Regions from separate parts of the Mus musculus genome. Here region 2 is linked to region 1. The links are chromatin contacts, called in public Hi-C maps. All regions are on one chromosome and are shown on one strand. Each heading gives the region's core, a stretch centred on a gene start, on an enhancer-like site or on the middle of the called end of the contact. The rest is flanking DNA. Distances are from core to core; before and after follow the strand shown. Region 1 overlaps Nsg2 (neuron specific gene family member 2). Region 2 holds the start of Fbxw11 (F-box and WD-40 domain protein 11).

The links. A called contact is a pair of places that touch in the nucleus more often than the background predicts.
Region 2: a Hi-C map of Th1 cells shows a contact between it and region 1, with 6 times the contacts expected there. The contact joins the promoter of Fbxw11 here to the enhancer-like site in region 1. A contact is called at or near these places in 2 of 39 promoter capture datasets (hippocampal neurons and pre-B cells) and 1 of 484 Hi-C or Micro-C datasets (Th1 cells).

The regions. Positions count from the first base shown.
Region 1 is chr11:32,009,183-32,012,791 of GRCm38.p6, forward strand. All of the region lies in intron 2 of Nsg2 (neuron specific gene family member 2), which reads left to right. Among named protein-coding and RNA genes, the nearest start is that of Nsg2, 11 kb to the left of the region's middle. Within about 2 kb of position 1,394, at least 87 of the 459 cell types and tissues checked have an H3K27ac peak or open chromatin away from gene starts, as enhancers often do. A contact at or near this core is called in Th1 cells, where this site is marked.
Region 2 is chr11:32,641,274-32,644,701 of GRCm38.p6, forward strand. Fbxw11 (F-box and WD-40 domain protein 11) reads left to right here and starts at 1,282. Exons shown (of 13, transcript NM_001271347.1): 1 at 1,282-1,662. The coding sequence starts at 1,618.

The DNA of each region.
Region 1 (3,609 bases), core at 144-2,643:
CAGAGAGAGTCCTTCTGCAGTTATTTGACATTGTTTATAACATTAAACTGCATATATCACCTGGCTTTTGTGCTTCTTATTGTTAGGAATATATCCTATGAGCATTTTTTTTCCAGTTATACAACACCCTTTAGATATCACCAAAAAACTGGGACTGATTTGGACTGTTGAGAAGAAAGGGTTAGTTAAGTGAACACTGATGTAAAATGGAAAACTATGAGCAACTGGTGTGAGGGTGAGGCAGAGAGGCTTGGGGGAAAGGGCAACTGCAGCTCACTCCGTGAGAACATAGTCTAAGATGGTGGCATGCGGTCTCACGTACAAAAACAACATGCATAAGTTCTAGTCTCTTTTATTTATGTTTTATGTATTGTTGGTACTTGAAAACTGAACATATTGGGGGGCGCAAAACTGTGATTTTAAATTATGTGTGTGGGTATATACAGCAGCACCATATTCTCCGAGGCTGGAGGAAGATGTTGGATGCCCTGGAGCTGGAGTTATAGATACCACCTGATACGGGTGCTGGAGACCAAACTCTGGTCCTCTAGAGGAGCAGTAGGAACTCTTAAATGGTCTCTCCAATCCCCAAAATGTGATGTTTTGATACGTGTATACATTATATAATAAAATATACACAATAGATACTATTTAGCAATACGAGATTAAAATCTTTTCAGTCTTGGAGGGCAGACAGTATGTGTGTGCTTTGGTTGCTAAGAGAGTGACGTTGATGGAGTCCATTGAAGACCTTTGTCTATAATTTTCAGTTTTGTAACCATGAACACACACCAAACTTTTGTTTTAAAAAGACGTTCCCATCTCACCAAAGGTGAAGCAGCGTGGGAGGGTGGACGTGACTTGCTCTCTTCTGCTCGGGTGAGCCCCTGTGGAGAGCTGTTGAGCTGAGAGCTGAGGCACTGAATTGAGGTGATGCTGGCCACGCTGATTTATATTTTGTCTCTAAGAAAGCAAAGGCCTGGCAAAGAAAAGAGCCCTGGAAAGAGCCCAGAGCAGAGTGGCAGCTTCATATTAGCGTTCTGGGTTTGACTCATCCTGCTGTGTGATGTGAGCCAAATGTCTCCCTTCTTTTTACGCCAATCTCCCACTGTGAAATTGATGGCTCTGTATAGACTGCCACTAGATCTTTGAGCACAGGCTCCAGGTCCAGCTTTCAAGATCACAGGGGAAGATTTAATCCTGGGGGGAGGGGGGCAGTGTGAGGTGAGGGGGCGAGGGGGGCAGAGGTGAGGAGCAGAGAAGGCAAACGGGAGGATCTGAGTGAGGACTCCGCCCCCATCTGGCAACGTGGCCTCTTTGGCCTCCCTTCCTTTGTCTCCAGTGCCCTGGGGACCAGAGTGGTGAGGTGACAACTGACTGGATTCAGCACAGCCTCATAGCGACCAGTGAGGGTTGTGGTCTCAATCTTCTCTGGGCCAGATGCTCACCCATAGCAGAGTCGGTGAGAAGGCTAAAGTTCAAAAACGCAGACTTTGGCACAGGGCCAAGCACCTGGAGTAGTGGTACTTTTAAAAAGTGGTGATTGACAGAAAGAGCTCAATGTTGTTGTTTGCTCATTGGCTCAACCAGTTCCCACTCTCGGATTTGGACTAAAACTCCTCAACAGGAAAATAGGAAGGCTAGCAATGACTTTGACAGGGGTGGGGGTGGGGGTGGGGGTGGGGGGAATGCAGACTCAAGGACTGGAAAGAAAAGTGAAAATTAAAGCAGCAGCCGGGGCGGTGGTTGTGCACTGAGCGGCAGAAGCAGGCAGATCTCTAAGTTCAAGGCCAGCCAGAACTACACAGAGAAATCTGCCTTGAAAAATAAACACAAAAAAGGAAGGAAGGAAGGAAGGAAGGAAGGAAGGAAGGAAGGAAGGAAGGAAGGAAGGAAGGAAGGAAGAAAAAATTAAAGCAGGCCTCCACGGTGGAGTTTCCACCTGATGTGCCTGCAGCCTCTCACCCTGCGGCAGGGATGAGCCTTGGCTACAGGGAAGGTCTATTTTTGGCTTAGGCAAGCCCAACTCATAAAAACACAATCTTGCTCCTTGTCAGCACTTCTGCGCTTTCGTTTATTGTTCCTGCCAATCCTGGGGACTCACCATGTGGGAACCTCTTCATTATTGATAATCCAGGGAGGTAGTATTTTAAAATTTTATGATCTGCACTTTGAGCCATCTGAACCACCATGTAGTCTGGCCTTGCCAGTGAAGTGGAGGTGGAGAGGACAGAAGCAGGAGAGGGGATAGGGCATCCTTTGGAAATTAATAATTTATCCCATTTCTCAAAGTCAATTATATTAAATTGTATTCCACACAGTAGCAACTTGAAAGGACATTGGAGGACCAGTGTGTAAATGGGAGAAAACAAAAACAAACAAACAAAAACAGAGTGATTTTGCCCATACCTACAATATTTGAAAACCTGGAGCCTCATTTATTAAATGTCTGCAAAGCCCGCTTTTAACAATGAAAAGGCCAGGAGAGACGTTTATTTCGATCCTCCCCACCCCATTTTCACCCCATTTCTTTTTCAAGTCAAGCCAAGGCTTCCAGGGCTCTCTGTCTTGCTCTGTTTTCTTAAAGGGGAAGAGAGGGAGGTTATCCACAATAGTGCCTTTCTCTGCAAAATCTCTCCTCTCTCTCTCTCTCTCTCTCTCTCTCTCTCTCTCTCTCTCTCTCTCTCTCTCTCTCTCTCACACACACACACACACACACACACACACACACACTGGTTCTGGTTCCACTCCACAGGAACAAAGCACCAAGCTTCATGTTCCCCCACCCCCAACCCCATAGTAGCCTGACTCTGGTAACGTCATGGGTGGAGCTTTTGGGGTGTCCCCCCACCACAGCTTCCTCCCAGTCCCCGGGCTGCTGGGCAGCTTCTCCAGCATTGAAGGTCTAGAAGCCTGTTCCAGTGTTTACCGTCCCTTCAGCTCCCTGTGCCCTTCTGGCCATTTCTCAGTGGTGCTTACGACTGGCCTTTTCAGACAGTGCCTGCCCCTCCAACTTCATCTCTGTCACTTGTCTTGTGACACTGTCCTTTGGCCACCCAAAGATGCCCATCTGTGGTTCTGCCAAGAGTCAGCCTCCTCCCTCCATCTAGAAAGATCTTTTCTTTGGATCTGGAGACACAGGAATGGTCAGAAGAACATGTCTAGAGCCAAACAAGTTAAGGGAGAGGCGGGGGAGGTGCAAGGAAGTGTAACTAGATAAATGTGCTGATCTGAGGATGTTTTGGACAGATGGCAGCTAGAACCGACAGGCTGCTGGAGGGAATTTGGAGACGGAAAGAAAGAAACGGGTCTTGAGAGAACCCTGCATTGAAAATAAGCAATGGTATTGTCTCGTTTGGAGTTTTTGTTGCCATGATGAAGCACCATGACCAAAAGCAGCTTTGGACAGGAAAGGGTGTATATTGCTTCTTTCAGCTTATAGTCCATTATCCTGGGAAGTCAGGCAAGGATTCAAGACAGGAGCTAATGCAGAAGTCATAGAGAGGGTGCTGACTTCTGGCCAGCTCTTCATGGCTTGCTCAGCCTCTTTTCTTATAGACCCAGGACCACATGCTTTGGGGTGGCACCACCCACAGTGAGCTGTACCCT
Region 2 (3,428 bases), core at 32-2,531, 630 kb after region 1:
GAGCCAGGCCCTTGAGACACTTTATAACAGCTCTGACTGCCAGGTCTCCTGTAAACATAAACAACTTAACAGTCCGTCAACATTAGACAAGGCCATTCTGTGGCCTTAGCTTATGGATCAAGACAAAAACAAGACCACCCCATAATCATTTGTGAACACAGATAAAACATGGACATTGTCCAAGTCCCTGAAACACAGCTACAAGACTAAACACTTGAATCTGGCTAACAGGAGAGGCTGTCAACAATTACTGGATTAGTTTTAATCTAATATAACTTCCCATAGATAAGGCTGAGGTGCCCAGTCTTATACCCCCACTTCCCGGCAGTATCTGCTCCAAAGCCCCTTCAAATCCTTTTCTACATTACCTAAGGTCTCTTACTGAGACGTCCCTGCTTCATCATGGTGTATGTTCATTTCTACTTCAGCTAGGAAAAAACCCACCTTGTTCAACTATCAGCGTGTTCCTGGGGGCTTTTGGTTCGAGGGTATTGACAGACTTGGAAGTCACAAGGAGTTAGAGGTTCTCTGAAGTCTCTAGATGCGTTTCTTCATATCATTTCTAACTCTTAGTCAATGTCTGCTGTCTTCCCACTAGAATTAAGCTGAATAAGAACAGAGGTCTCTCCGGTCATTCCCAGTGCTTAGGGCAGTACTAGTAGAAACTGAATGCTTAAAAATAAGTGTCTTCGGCCGGGCGGTGGTGGCGCACGCCTTTGAGGAGGTGGAGGCAGGCAGATTTCTGAGTTCGAGGACAGCCTGGTCTACAAAGTGAGTTCCAGGACAGCCAGGTATACAGAGAAACCCTGTCTCGGAAAAAAAAAAAAGTGTCTTCAAAATGTATAGCTTCTTTCTCATGGCTCAGCTCCTCCCAGTCAGTGTGGCAGATCTCCACACACCGCTTTCCCAGCTCAGTCTCCAAACTCTTAGATGCCCATCTTCCTTTAATTGTGTCTTCGACCTCGCGGGCCCCCTCCCACACTTCCTAGTGCAACCTGGGACCCACCTGTCTCCACCATCTGTCCCTACCAAATGCAACACACACGGAACGGCAGCGCTGCAGCCTAGACGACTAGTGGGCACCGCAGACACCCACTGCGCATGTGCGGAGATCGCTCGCTCGCACTGCAAAGATCTCCGACAAGTGAGGAGTTGCCTCGGAGTTTCCGTCCAGGTCCGTGCGGCTACGGGCTGCCAGGAAGTCAGGAACGACCAACCGGAAGAAGACCTCGCGCGCGAGGATTTCTGGGACAAGTAGTCGCGGCGCTCGCGAGGCCCTATCGCGAGCAAGCCCTAGATACTCCAGCTCTGCACGTCCGGCACTCACAGCCCTGCGCTCCCCTAGGTGCTCTCTCCGGTGGCAGAAGCCGGCAGATTGGACCAAGCGGCTTCTTGCTCCCACAAAGCTGCGCGAGCCGCCGCGGCTGCCGGGAGTTGTAGTCTTCGCTGTGCGTCCTGCGTCGGCCGAGGGTGAGGGCGGAGCTGCGGGCGGCCCGGGCGGGCTGGCAGCTAGAGTGGGTGCGAGAGCTGCCTCCACCGCCGCCGCCGCCACCGCCTCCTCCGCCCGGGCCGATCGCTGCTGAGCGGAGAGAGCGAGGCGGGGCCGCCGGGGCCGCCATGGAGCCCGACTCGGTGATTGAAGACAAGACCATCGAGCTCATGGTGAGTGCGGCCCACTGGCCTTCAGTTCTTCCGGCCGGCCGGCGGCCGGGGGGCCTGCCCACCCCGGCGTCCGCGCCAGGCCAGCCCTCGTTCCCCGCCGCCTGGGCCCGGCCGCCCCCCTGCTATGGCTCGTTGCTGACGCTTCGCGCTCTTGGGCCGGCACGGCCTCCACTCCCCGCGGCTCCCCCAACCCCCTCCTTGCCGGGCTCCGGCCAGTCTCCGGCGCCCCAGCCTCGCTCCTGCCGGAGCCACTGCTCACTCTTGCCTTGCCATCACACTCTGTTTTTAGAAGGGGATTTCTTTTTCCCTTCCCTGGATTCCTCTGGCCGGGCCTGCATCGCGCCTCCCAGCCTCGCTCAAGCTGAGGGTGATGGTGGTGGAAGGGAGTCCGAGACCAGTTGGAGCCGCTTCGGCCTCCATAACCTAGGCGCGGGGGGTGGGGTGGGGTGGGGTGGGGTGGGTGGTAGGGGTGGGTCTCAGCACCCTCGCCCCAAGCTACCGCTGTATGGATGCCAGGATAGCCCCATTGGACTGGGATGTTGGGGGTGCCTACGAGTCTGAGGCTGTTCCGGATAAGGGGCCTATTTTCCGGGCCCCTGCGGTGTCAGGCTTCTTGGACAAAGGGTTTCCTACCCTGCCGTGAAGGATGTTTGTATAGCAAGGCCCTAGGTACTCTTGAATTCCATCCCCCAGGAAAGGGAAACCATAACTTTTATCATTTGGGAAATGAGAGGGGAGGGAGAAGAGGTCGCGCTCATCACTGCCACCCTCTCTTATTTTAATAATAAAAAATGGGAGGGGGGTTTCTTGGCCCACGGATAAGCAGCGATCCCTGTACTGTTAGGAACCATTGGTAGCCAGCCTGGTCAGGTCTCCCCGGACACCCCTAACCCGTTTCTGACCTCAGACTTGGTGCTAGAAAGGTTTTTGGAAACAGGACTCTGAGTCTGGGAAAGTGAAGGATTTGCTCATTGGCGGAAGAAATAAAGTATGGCTGACTGGTATTACCTGCCAGTTTGAACGTGAGGGAAATCAAACTGGGCCCAGGAGAGTTGGGGAGGAAATCAGCCTCTGCAAATGAACATACAAAGGGCTTCTTCCTGTGAAAACCTTGATAGTTTTCTTTGTATCTCTACTGATATAGTAACAACTAGTATCTGCTCCACAGTATTAAGAAAAGGTGAAAGATCTGCTGAACTTAGCAAGATGTTTTCCTCGTCAGAGTTTCTCCAGTGTGAATCGCTTATTGAGTCAGTGATTCCACTGGGTAGGGTTGGTGACATCAGAGCCACTTCCCCCATTTAATGCTATAAATAATAAATGGTGATACTGAAAGTCTGTTGGATAGCCTCATGGTTTCTGTGGATGATGTTATCCAGGGAGCTGAGGTACACGTTTTAAAATGGAAGTATAGTAGCATAAAATACAGAGTCTCATGTCTGCTGGACTCTGCACAATGTGCAGAACTGGATTGTTGAAAATTAAACCTGGAAGTTTCTGGTTGGTTGTATGTGTTGAAAGGAATTCTGTCACTTTATCTTCAGGTTCTGAGGACTTTTTTCCATTTTCAGAATCGAATTGTTGGTTATAACAGTTTGGGAAACTTTGATAGTTATTTTAACAAAATACCTTTTTTTTTTTTTTTTTTTTTTTTTTTGGTTTTTGGTTTTTGGAGACAGGATTTCTCTGTGTAGCCCTGGCTGTCCTGGAACTCACTCTGTAGACCAGGCTGGCCACCAACTCAGAAATCCGCCTGCCTCTGCCTC